Linked DNA regions of Danio rerio: region 2 is linked to region 1. Evidence: chromatin contacts called from public Micro-C data. All regions are on one chromosome and are shown on one strand. Each heading gives the region's core, a stretch centred on a gene start, on an enhancer-like site or on the middle of the called end of the contact. The rest is flanking DNA. Distances are from core to core; before and after follow the strand shown. Region 1 holds the start of kif26ab (kinesin family member 26Ab). Region 2 overlaps kif26ab (kinesin family member 26Ab).

Region 1 (5,524 bases), core at 994-3,493:
ACAATCACTGAGTTATTGATGCTCAAACAACATGTTACAACCGCAGCCGGTGTCCCCTACGTGCAATTTTCCCAAATCTCCCCCACCACACACCCATAACTCTCTCCAAAAAACTCGCTCCAATCGAACGCTTCAGTGGAACCATATTTTGTTGTCCCCTGTCATTGATAAATTATTCATGAGCGTTCAATCCAATCAGTTATTCTGTTTATCCAAGTCCTCTCAGGCGTCCGTCGCTTTCTTTCTTCTTGATCTCACGAGCGCGTTCTAAATAGCGGCAATATTCGCTAAACGGCCCGTCTTGCACCCCACCGGTTCATCTCAGTTATTTTGAGTCAGGATTGAAGATATTTCAACAGTCCTAATGAGGAGCCCGGAGCGATTTGCGTACGCGCGCGCAGGCAGCAGATGTCGAGCCGCGCTCCCGGGAGACTTGATCCGCGGAATTTCATCTTCGTGTCGGGATGACCCCTGCGCTATCCCGGAGAGGACAAGCTTGTGTACGTGGTAAATCACCTTTACAATGGATTGTAATCATGAGGTCCTAAAGGACTAATGCACGAGCGGCTCCCTTCCCCATCCAAAACTAATCTGAAGCGCGCGCACAATGGCTATCAATGCAACTTACGACTTTGCATATTGGGCCAAGTTGATGAGCCAATATCACTTCCAGCTCACATCATACTTGTCAACAGTCAACCGCCTAATTCCCTTTTAATCGGAGGGACAAAACCCCGCTCCTTCAAAAGAGAGTCTACAGGAACGAGTATATTATTGCAATAATGCCTGTCTGCTTATCTATAGCTTGCTCCTCTGTATGCTCGAGATAAGAGTTTTTATTAAGAGGCCATGCAGTAATGTCCTGTGTTCGTCTTTCAAAGCCAAGAGAACAACAGACTTTATCTAGTGTGTGTTAAGCTTCGCATTTAAGCTGCTCAGAAACAGGCCGGGTTTGCATTCGGCTGCTTAGAAAGCACGCAGCGGGGAGCCTTTTGGTGGATCCGCTTTGATTTTTAAGAATCTGGCTTTTAAAAATAATAGAAACTTTTGAAACGAGTGTTCCGTCGCCACAAAACAAATCAGCTTAAAAATAAATAAATAAATAGCCTAAATAAATAAATAAAGTTAAATAAAGTCAGCTTTTACATGTTGGCTAATCAAAGAATTAGAGTGCGAAAACCAGACAAGCAACCAAAATAATGGCACACATTCTTCTTTTAGATGGCAGCTGATATTTTAAAACCAAATTGTGCATTTGTAGTGAAAAGAATATAGTCCGAAGTGATTTTTTTAAAATGGATTTTTAGTTTACCAGACCCTCCCATGACAATCACAGATTTGTACATGTTGGTATTACAAATAGAGGTATAGCCTATTTTGCATATTGTGTGAAATTGCTGTCCCTCCTTTGACACTTTGTTTCCTAAATATGTAGGTTGAAAAAGATGAACAAAATCTGTTCGAATTGAGCAGTTTAATTCAAGTCTTCTGAAGAGACATGATCACAAAATGATAAAAAAGAAGTCTAACTTTTGTTTGCATGTAAACCCTGATCAGGGTTTAAATCATCCAGATTTGGTCAAGCATGCTTGCTTGATGTGTCTTTTCGCTGTGGCGACCCCTGATTAATAAAGGGACTAAGCTAAAAAATATGATTGAATAATTATTAAATTAGTTAATTAATTAATTAATTAAGCCTCTCAAATATAATGACAAATACACATTTTTTGTTCTAAAGGATGACATATTTCATAGTCAAGACTGTCATGAGGGTGAATAAATCAAGAGTTTTTATTTTGAAGTGAACTAACCCTTTACTTACACATTATTACTTCAAGCCATTCTTTATATTATTCAGATAAAACGCATCCCACAACGTGGCATCTCCTGCAAGCTAGCATCAATACTAAAAGAATTGCCGGAAATTTTTAAATCTCAAAATGTCGCACAAAGAGTACTCCATTGAGTAAACATGAGGTCTTATAAATACCTTGTCTGGTAAGGTTACGCGTCACAGCGCAAGCGAGGAACTGAATCTCGGAGCGCGCACAGCTGAGCATCAGCAGGGCGACCACACAAGAGCCACGAGGATGTCAGAGTAGAGAGAGAGAGAGAGAGAGAGAGAGAGAGAGAGAGAGAGAGAGAGAGAGAGAGAGAGAGAGAGAGAGAGAGAGAGAGAGAGAGAGAGAGAGAGAGAGAGGTGGAGTTCTTCAAGGTAGTCCTCAACAGGCTCGCTCGAGTTCACTCCTAGACCTGCAGTGTAGCCAAGACGCGGCGCGGACAGCCTTTCCCACAAGGATGATGAATGCCAGAAGTGCACGGATCATATATGGATTGTATGGGGCTCTTGCGTGCTTTGATGAGTGTCAAAATTTGGATGTATGATTTTCCACCAGCCAAGTGATTTGGAATAGAACCCGAACAATCTAAATGAGTCAACAGTTGGATGTACCTGAAAGGGAACCTCTGGATTACACCATGCCACTGATTTGGAATCAGAGGGAACCGTTTGTAAAATGAACTCCAGAGCGCTGTAAACGGGGAGAGGAAATATACCCACAGCCGCACAATGGATTTACCAAACTCTAACGGGTCATCTGGGGCAGACAAGCAGAAGCCCGGGTTGATTGACTTGGGGACGTTTTTCGTGGACGCTGACATCATTTTTGGGTTTACCAGTCATCTGTTAAAGCGAAAAGCCAAGGTAAGAAATTTGAGAGTGGACAAAAGACTCCACAAGTTGACTCGCTAAGGGCTCTGGTGCCCATTTTTACACCGCACATGTAGCACAGAAAAGATTCTGGAGTATTATTAAGATATATTCGGAGAGACTGTTTGAAATGTATTACAAATAGGTACTTTGACATCAGAGGATGGACTGGTTAAAACAGGGGTACTTTAGTCTTGGCTATAATGTGATTTTTTAGATGAACTCGGATGTTTAAAGGTGTCTTGAAGATGTTGTTTCTCTTTATATTCGCAGTTTTTGAACAGTAAGTTATCACTGATTATGATGATGATGGGTGGCGATTTTTCATTTCAGCACCACGAACAGCGCTCACTGTCTCCATCAGCTGCGCTGTAGCAACTTCCCGGAAAGCGCAGTAGCCACACAATACACTAAAACACGCAGTTTACACTTAAGCTCTTTATTTCACCAGACTGTGAACTTTGTATTCGGTTTAAAGTTTTTCGGCTATTACAAGATTTCAGCAGTTCAACTCAATTATGATGAAATAATATCCAGCGTTCTCGTTCTGTTATAAACATAAAAACGAGCAAAAACACCAGACTTATATGTTAACATATCAATATAAAAATACACAAAATGACATTTATGCACAAATATTGATTTCAAAACAGTACGTCTGAGATTATCTCCTATCTACACCTTATAAATATAATATAGACGGCCATAAAGAGTCACATTTCTGTTAGTAGGTTTGTGCTTAAGTCAGTTATCAATGGTTTTGGTCTTGAGCCTACACTAGTTGCGCTTTCACAGACAAAGAACTGGATGAGAATGTTTGAGGCGAAGATTGACTGTATTTGAGATACAATTTATATTCACGTGATCCGAGGCATACATGGTCGGTATAACATACTCATTTAACGATTAAATATGCAGACATTCCCACAATTTATTTCAGACCAAGGGGTTTGTTGGAGGTAGAATTAGGAATATCCAGAGGGTGGCGCCAGAGTAACACGTAAAATATCCAACAGACCAGTAATATCTGAGTCAACACAAGTGAACGAACTGAAATAATATAAAAGATGACGTAATTTTTGCTGGAAGAAGCAGAAATAGAAATAATTAAAATGATAATAATAATAATAATAATAATAATAAAACGCGAATCTATCTATCTATCTATCTATCTATCTATCTATCTATCTATCTATCTATCTATCTATCTATCTATCTATCTATCTATCTATCTATCTATCTATCTATCTACCTACCTACCTACCTACCTACCTACCTACCTACCTACCTACCTACCTACCTACCTACCTACCTACCTACCTACCTATCTATCTATCTATCTATCTATCTATCTATCTATCTATCTATCTATCTATCTATCTATCTATCTATCTATCTATCTACAGTAGATAGATAGATAGATAGATAGATAGATAGATAGATAGATAGATAGATAGATAGATAGATAGATAGATAGATAGATTGATTGATTTATAACACTCCATAGGGTCTTTATTTGCTTTTATGATTATTATTTTTAATAATTTTAAATTTTGTTTTAAATAAATAATTCCATTGTGATATCAACTTTATTTTCACTTTTTGTTTGTGCACAAGCAGAACTCCGAAACAGCAACTAAGTGTTGTGTTTGAATAAAAGCACTTCTGCAGCTCCACCCCTCCACCCAAGTGACCGAGCCGCGCTCACTGACAGACAGCAGTCAAACTTCACTCCCGCGTGCGCGCGTCGTCATGGAACTACAGCAAAGCAAACCTTCGCGGAAACTCGCTTATGCTTTTCCATTGCGCTCCCACTGATTATCCATGAACTCTGTTGCTCATCATTGTACATAGACACATTTCAGGCGCTATAAAGTCCTCTAGATGTCCGCAGTGGCGTTTTGACCATTTAAACCGAGATGATGGATTTAACGCATGGGAATGCACAAGGAGAGTTCCAGACCATCCGATCAACTGTAAGTCCTCTAATAAACAGCTGAGGGTTGTAGTATTCTGGTGGAGTGGCAAGTTTGTGCAACTGAGTAACTTGAAACATTTAGAAAGTTTAATCACGCTTTCATGTCACGCGCACTCTTAGAAATACAAGTTTATTTAGTGTTTCAGTAATTTAACTTCATTAAAAATCAGTGGAACTTGTCCACAATATAAAATGATCTTTGTAATAAAAAGAAAGTTGACTTAAATAATCAAATCGTTCTTCACATTCAGGAAAACGTTTGTACTTCAATACTTCAAGTTTGTACTTATTAAGATTCATATTAAGAACTGTAATAACATTTATTTAAAGTTATATGTACAAGCATTTTTATAAAGGGATACCCCCAAAATATGAATCTGTCATCATTTACTCATCCCTTACTTGTTCCAAACCTGTTCTGCTGACTAAATAATATATTTAGAAGAAAGCTGAAAATCTGCAACCACAGAAATCTATAGTAGGAAAAGCAAATGATTACAGGTTTCTTCATCTTCTTTTTAGTTCTTTCTTCTGGGTAAACTATCCCTTTAATAATAATTATCAAAATTGAATTAGCTTTAATGTTAAATTACTTGATTTTGTTGTCTTTGTAAAAGGTGGAAGGCTGTTCAAGCGGAGAGTCTTCCCTTTCTTTTGAGCTGAGCCCGAGGAAAAGACTGTCAGCGGAGGAGGAGAGGTGCGCCAGCAGACCTCCACCTGAAGGAGCAGGAGCTGTGAGTGTCTCGGAGTCAGACAGGGATGACGCTAAGCCGGATCTGTGCAAGCAATGTCAGATGACTGTGGCTGAACTGAGGAGACAAGCCCTCACTCTATCC
Region 2 (5,524 bases), core at 1,205-3,704, 78 kb after region 1:
ATCTAGTGCTGCCAGAGGAGCCACTGAGTGATCCTGGTTTTTCAGGGTGATCTGGGATGCTCGTGGTTGTTGGCGATACTCAATTGCAGTCCACTAACACAAACTTGCATATCTCCGCTTTAGGGGCTAAAGCTGTATTTAGTAAACACAGAGCAACAAATAGTCTAGGGATTCTCAAGGAGGAAATTGCTATCCTCACAGGATCATAGTGGTATAAGCTCTCTCCAATATTTGAGCAAATATTCTCTCTCATGCCAATATCATACCAACCCTGACAACATCCACACCCTTCATATACCTTCTGGGATACTAATTTCCAGTCAGACACTTCCGTAATAGGACAAAAGATAAAACTTTCAAATGAAATAAAAATACATACATTCAGAAACAAAACATCCATCATTCAATGAACAAAATAAAAATATTATAACAAATAAATTAGTTGACAGTTGGGCTTCAACTACTAGACTGCAAAATCGCCTACTACTTAGTACATACTTCACTTAAGTTTAAACATACTACTTAGCCATTAGAAAAGTACGTTCTATTCAGTGTGAATAGGATGAATGGAGCTCGGATGTGCTACATCCGCCTTTTTGTCATTATCACATGACCTACCTGCGTCAGTTGTGTCGCTTCACTCCCATTAATAAATTCTCTAGCAGTGCATCATGGCAGAGCGTAGCATCCATCTGTTGTGCACTTTAGAATCTCGCCGGAAACAGTATGTCATCCACTTTTCACATACTGTTTTTCGAATTCTATGAATTCGGACATACTACTCGGCCCGATTTTAGAGTACTATATGAAGTTTTATAAAGTGATTTCGAGAGGAGTATGTTATATGAATGATCACAGCTGGTCTCACATCAATAATCATTCTAGACCAATCAGAATAATTCTAACATCCAATAAATAAGCCCATTCATCCTACTTTCCTTATCTTTGTTTGGATGAACCCTCCATGCCGAGCTTAGGGTTCTCTCCCAGGACAGTATGCCAAATCTGCAAATTATATCAAGCAATAACTAAGTGGGAACTCTTAATATAGTATGAAAGTTTGCAATTTTAGATTAAGCTCTTGTGTCTAGTAGTCTTGAACACATTAATTAGTTGGATCACCTTAATTAGGGTCTACTGACACTATGCCATCCTTACTGTGCCCAGGCCTGTTTCCCGGATTGTTTAAGAAGTGTGAGGGCGCTGAATCTGGCTCAAGCACGGTTCATTTGGCCGGCCCTAGCTCGGTTGGAAGAGGTGGGCCAGAGCGCGATTTACTTGGGCTTACGTATGCGGTATGTTTGTAGTGTCAGTGCAAAACGCACCAAAGCCCGAAACTGAAAAGGAGACATGACTTTTAAGGGACTGCTTCATCTGGATTTATTAATCTTTCTTACTGTTCAGTGAACGCAAACTGCCGTAGTTTATTAAAGACGCAAACCTCTCACTGCACGACAGCTGCGCACCTTCAGCAGACTTCCTCATTACTGCAGCACGAGGGTTTTATGATAATGAGCGCCAAAAGTGGCGGATCTGTTCGGGGAAATATCTGACTGCGTGTCACCGCATCCCTAAGGACTGTTTGGCGAAATATTTGACTGCACGTCACTGCATATCAAACGACTGAAAGGATATAACTAGAGAAATCTCCACTGTGCTGCTGAGTGAGAGCGCTTCTCACTGAACTGCACAGCAGCAATGACGTAAGCTTGCCCAGGCCCGATTGTGGTCTGAGTGCGGGCCGTCGGGGGGAGACGGGAGGGGGGACAGATGTGCTTTGGCTCGGTTTGAGGCAACTGTACCTGGTGTGAGTACGGCCTTAGCTGTAGGCTCACATAGCTTAGAGTTGTGGCCCTCAAGGAATTGAGTTTGAGACCTATGTTTTCATTTCTAATATTTTATTTCTTTATTTTATCTTTGCCATGATGACAGTAAATAATATTTGACTAGATATTTTTTAAGACACTTCTATATAGCTTAAAGTGACATTTAAAGGCTTAACTAGGTTTACAGAACAAACTAGCGATGGTTTGTTCTGTAGACTATCGAAAAATATATATAGCTTGAAGGGGCTAAATATTTTGACCTTAAAATGTTTTTAAAAGAATGTAAAACTGCTTTTATTCCAGTCAAAATAAAACAAATAAGACGTTTTTCCAGAAGAAAAAATATATATTATCGGGCATATATTAAAATTCCCTTGCTCTGTTAAACATCATTTGGGAAATATTTAAAAAAGAAAAAAAAATCAAAGGGGGTTTAATAATTCTGATTTCAACTGTATATAAAACATGGACTATTATCGATTGATGACAGTAATTTCATAAGGGCTAAGTACCTTTTGATTAATCATGTGGCTGATGTATTGCTCTCAGTCATACAGTATATTGTACAATCACCAGAATGCAGGTTTGGCAGATTGACAGTTTGAGGAGTTCATTTTATTACTCCCGCATTTTATTGACTGGCTGCCTTACTGAACTGCTACATTCCACAGAGGACTGCTCATGTGTGCTAAGTGTACAGCTTCAGCTTGTTAAACTAAATGAAACAAAAAGAAAACAGGTGGTCAACTGAACTATCCCTTGCATTCGAGCGTTATCTATAATACACATCACATCTTTCTGCGCTATTGATGTTGCTTTTATATTCTTTTGCAATTGCCTCAGAAAGAGCCTCTTTGTTCTGCCATCAGTTACCGCTGTTGATGAAGAAAGGTTAACAATAGTGATGTCTGCGCTTTTCCTTTTTGTGCTAGTCAACAAGTACTTTATTCCAGCAAGCGAGCTGCCACTGATGCTTTTAGCAGCCAGCGTGTGAGCAGACAAACAAAGCAGAAAGCCTTGGATAAAGAAATAAAACATTTGACCAACTGCTGGCCCAGTATGTCTTGAAAAACCAACAGAAGCTGTCTGCCTCATGGTACTCACCCAAACACACAACTCACTCTTGTGAACAGAGCTCTTTATGCTTTCCTCTGGTTCAAAGATGTGCCTTGTATAATTTGGAAAGGCTTCATCCTTTCATTAGATTGGAGGGATGACAATAATGCATGCAGTGTGCTGGGACTTCGGCAGAGCCTTGAGCAAGGAGCTTTAACTCGTCTGATTTCTGTGGGGAGAAATGACAAGCAGCGGGAGAAAAGAGGTGGAGACAAAGCCATTGAGATGGACTGATTCTGACAGGAAATCTTTGGAGGGGCCTTGCGTTCTGTGAAGCTTTTAAACCTGTGCTACTGTGGGTAAAGGAACATAAGAACTTTTGGAACAGGTGTTCCTGAAAAGTGAGAAGTGAAACATCAAATGGTAAGAAGCACTTTGATGATTAGTTCAGGGCATTCAACATCAAAATAAAATAAAGAAGTTGACAGATGTCAAGTTTAGATTCAGATGAATGCTTCAAAATGCTTTTTCAGCATGTACTATGTACTAAGGTTTGGTTAAAACGATATTAAAGGCAACTATTCTTTTAATACAATTACAGTGCATCCGGGAAGTATTCATAGCTCACTTTTTCAAATTTTTTATATTACAGCCTTATTCCAAAATTGATTTAATGCATTTATTTCCTCAAAATTCTACAAACAATACCCCATGATGACAATTAAATTGTTGCAAATTTATTAAAATTAAAAAAAGCTGAAAAAACTTATGTACATCAGTATTCACAGCCGTTGACATGAAGCTCTAAATTGAGCTCAGGTACATTCGGTTTCCACTGATCATTCTTGAGATGTTTCAGCAGCTTCATTGGAGTTCAACTGTGGTAAACTCCGTTTATTGGACATGATTTGAAAAGGCATACACCTGTCTATATAGGGTCCCAGGGTTAATAGTGCATGTCAAAGCACAAACCAAGCATAAAGACAAAGGAATTGTCTGAGAGAGTATTGTTTTGAGGCACAAGGCTGGGGAAGGTTACAGAGAAAATTCTGCTGCTCTGAAAGTTCCAGTGAGCACAGTGGCCTCCATCATCCATAAGTGGAAGATGTTTGGAACCACCTGGACTCTTTCTAGAGCTGGCCAGCCACCTAAGCTGAGAGATCAGTGGAGGAAGGCCTTAGTCAGGGAGGTGATCAATAACCCGATGGTCACTCTGTCTGAGGTCCAGTGTTCTTCTGTGGAGAGAGGAGAACCTTATAGAAGGACAACCATCTGTGCAGCAATTCATCAATCAGGCCTGTCATGCCAGACAGAAGCCTTTCCCCAGCTGGAATTTGCCAAAAGGCATCAGAAAGACTCTCAGACCATAAGTAACAAAATTCTCTGGTCTGATGACACTAAAATTAAACTATTTTGGAGTGAATGGCAGGTGTTGTTTGGAGAAAACCCGGCACTGTTCATCACCAAGTTAATACCATCCCTGCAGTGAAGCATGATGTTTTTCAGCAGCAGGAACTGCAAGACTAGTCAGGATAGAGGGAAAGATGAATGCAGCAATGCACCGAGACATCCTGAATGAAAACCTGCTTCAAAGTGCTCTTAACCTCAGACTGGGGCAAAGATTGATCTTCCTGCAGGACAGCGACCCAAAGTACACCCCCAAAATATCATATGGAGTGGCTTTACACAATTCGCTCATTGTCCTTGAGTGGCCCTATTGAAATCTTATTGAACATCTCTGGAGAGATCTGAAAATGGCTGTACACCTTTGCTTCCCATCTAACCGCTATGCATACTTTCTGAATTCACTGTATATTCCTATTATGTTCCTTGAATTACCAACATAAATACTATAACTTGTTTAAAAAAGGATGGGTCAGTGGTTAGGACTTTCACCTCACAGCAAGAAGGTTGCTGGTTTGAGTCCCGGTTGGGTAAAGCCTGGTTTATACATCTCCGTCAAGTGACTGGGTAACCTGCACCGTAGCAACGCGCGTTGCTGTGCATTTATACTTCTGCACACTGTTTCTGTTGGTCTGCATTAACACTTCCAAAACGCAAGTTGGCAGTGAGGTGTTAATGTTCCTCTGTGTCGAGTTTCTTCGCTGGTGTATTGTTTTTTCTGAACGCTTCCTGAATGTACAAGTGGCTTAAACCAGAACATAAATACTATAACTTGTTTAAAAAAGGATGGGTCAGTGGTTAGGACTGTCACCTCACAGCAAGAAGGTTGCTGGTTTGAGTCCCGGTTGGGTAAAGCCTGGTTTATACATCTCCGTCAAGTGACTGGGTAACCTACGATGCGTGCAACGCGCGTTGCTGTGCATTTATACTTCTGCACACTGTTTCTGTTGGTCTGCATTAACACTTCCAAAACGCAAGTTGGCAGTGAGGTGGTAATGTTTCTCTGTGTTGAGTTTCTTCGCTGGTGTATTGTTTTTTCTGAACGCTTCCTGAATGTACAAGTGGCTTAAACTTGCTCATTTTGAGGCAGGAACCGGCAGACATGCAACAACTTTAACCATGATATAACCATTATTGGGGTGTGTGTGTGTGTGGGGTGCGGTGGGTTTTGGGGGGTGGGGGTGGGGGTATGGGTGCGCGAGGCGGTCGTTGATGAAAAGGGAGTGCCCCTAACAAGA

Evidence for each region. A called contact is a pair of places that touch in the nucleus more often than the background predicts.
Region 2: a contact with region 1 is called in a Micro-C map of caudal fin, with 5 times the contacts expected there. The contact joins the enhancer-like site here to the promoter of kif26ab in region 1. A contact is called at or near these places in 2 of 18 Hi-C or Micro-C datasets (caudal fin and embryo).

Annotation. Positions count from the first base shown.
Region 1 is chr17:50,806,724-50,812,247 of GRCz12tu, forward strand. It overlaps kif26ab (kinesin family member 26Ab), which reads left to right and starts at 2,244. Exons shown (of 15, transcript XM_005158960.5): 1 at 2,244-2,704; 2 at 5,306-5,524. The coding sequence starts at 2,570. LOC141378417 (a long non-coding RNA gene) reads right to left here. Exons shown (of 3, transcript XR_012393022.1): 3 at 5,426-5,524.
Region 2 is chr17:50,884,612-50,890,135 of GRCz12tu, forward strand. All of the region lies in intron 3 of kif26ab (kinesin family member 26Ab), which reads left to right. Among named protein-coding and RNA genes, the nearest start is that of kif26ab, 78 kb to the left of the region's middle. Within about 2 kb of position 2,455, at least 3 of the 62 cell types and tissues checked have an H3K27ac peak or open chromatin away from gene starts, as enhancers often do. A contact at or near this core is called in caudal fin, where this site is marked.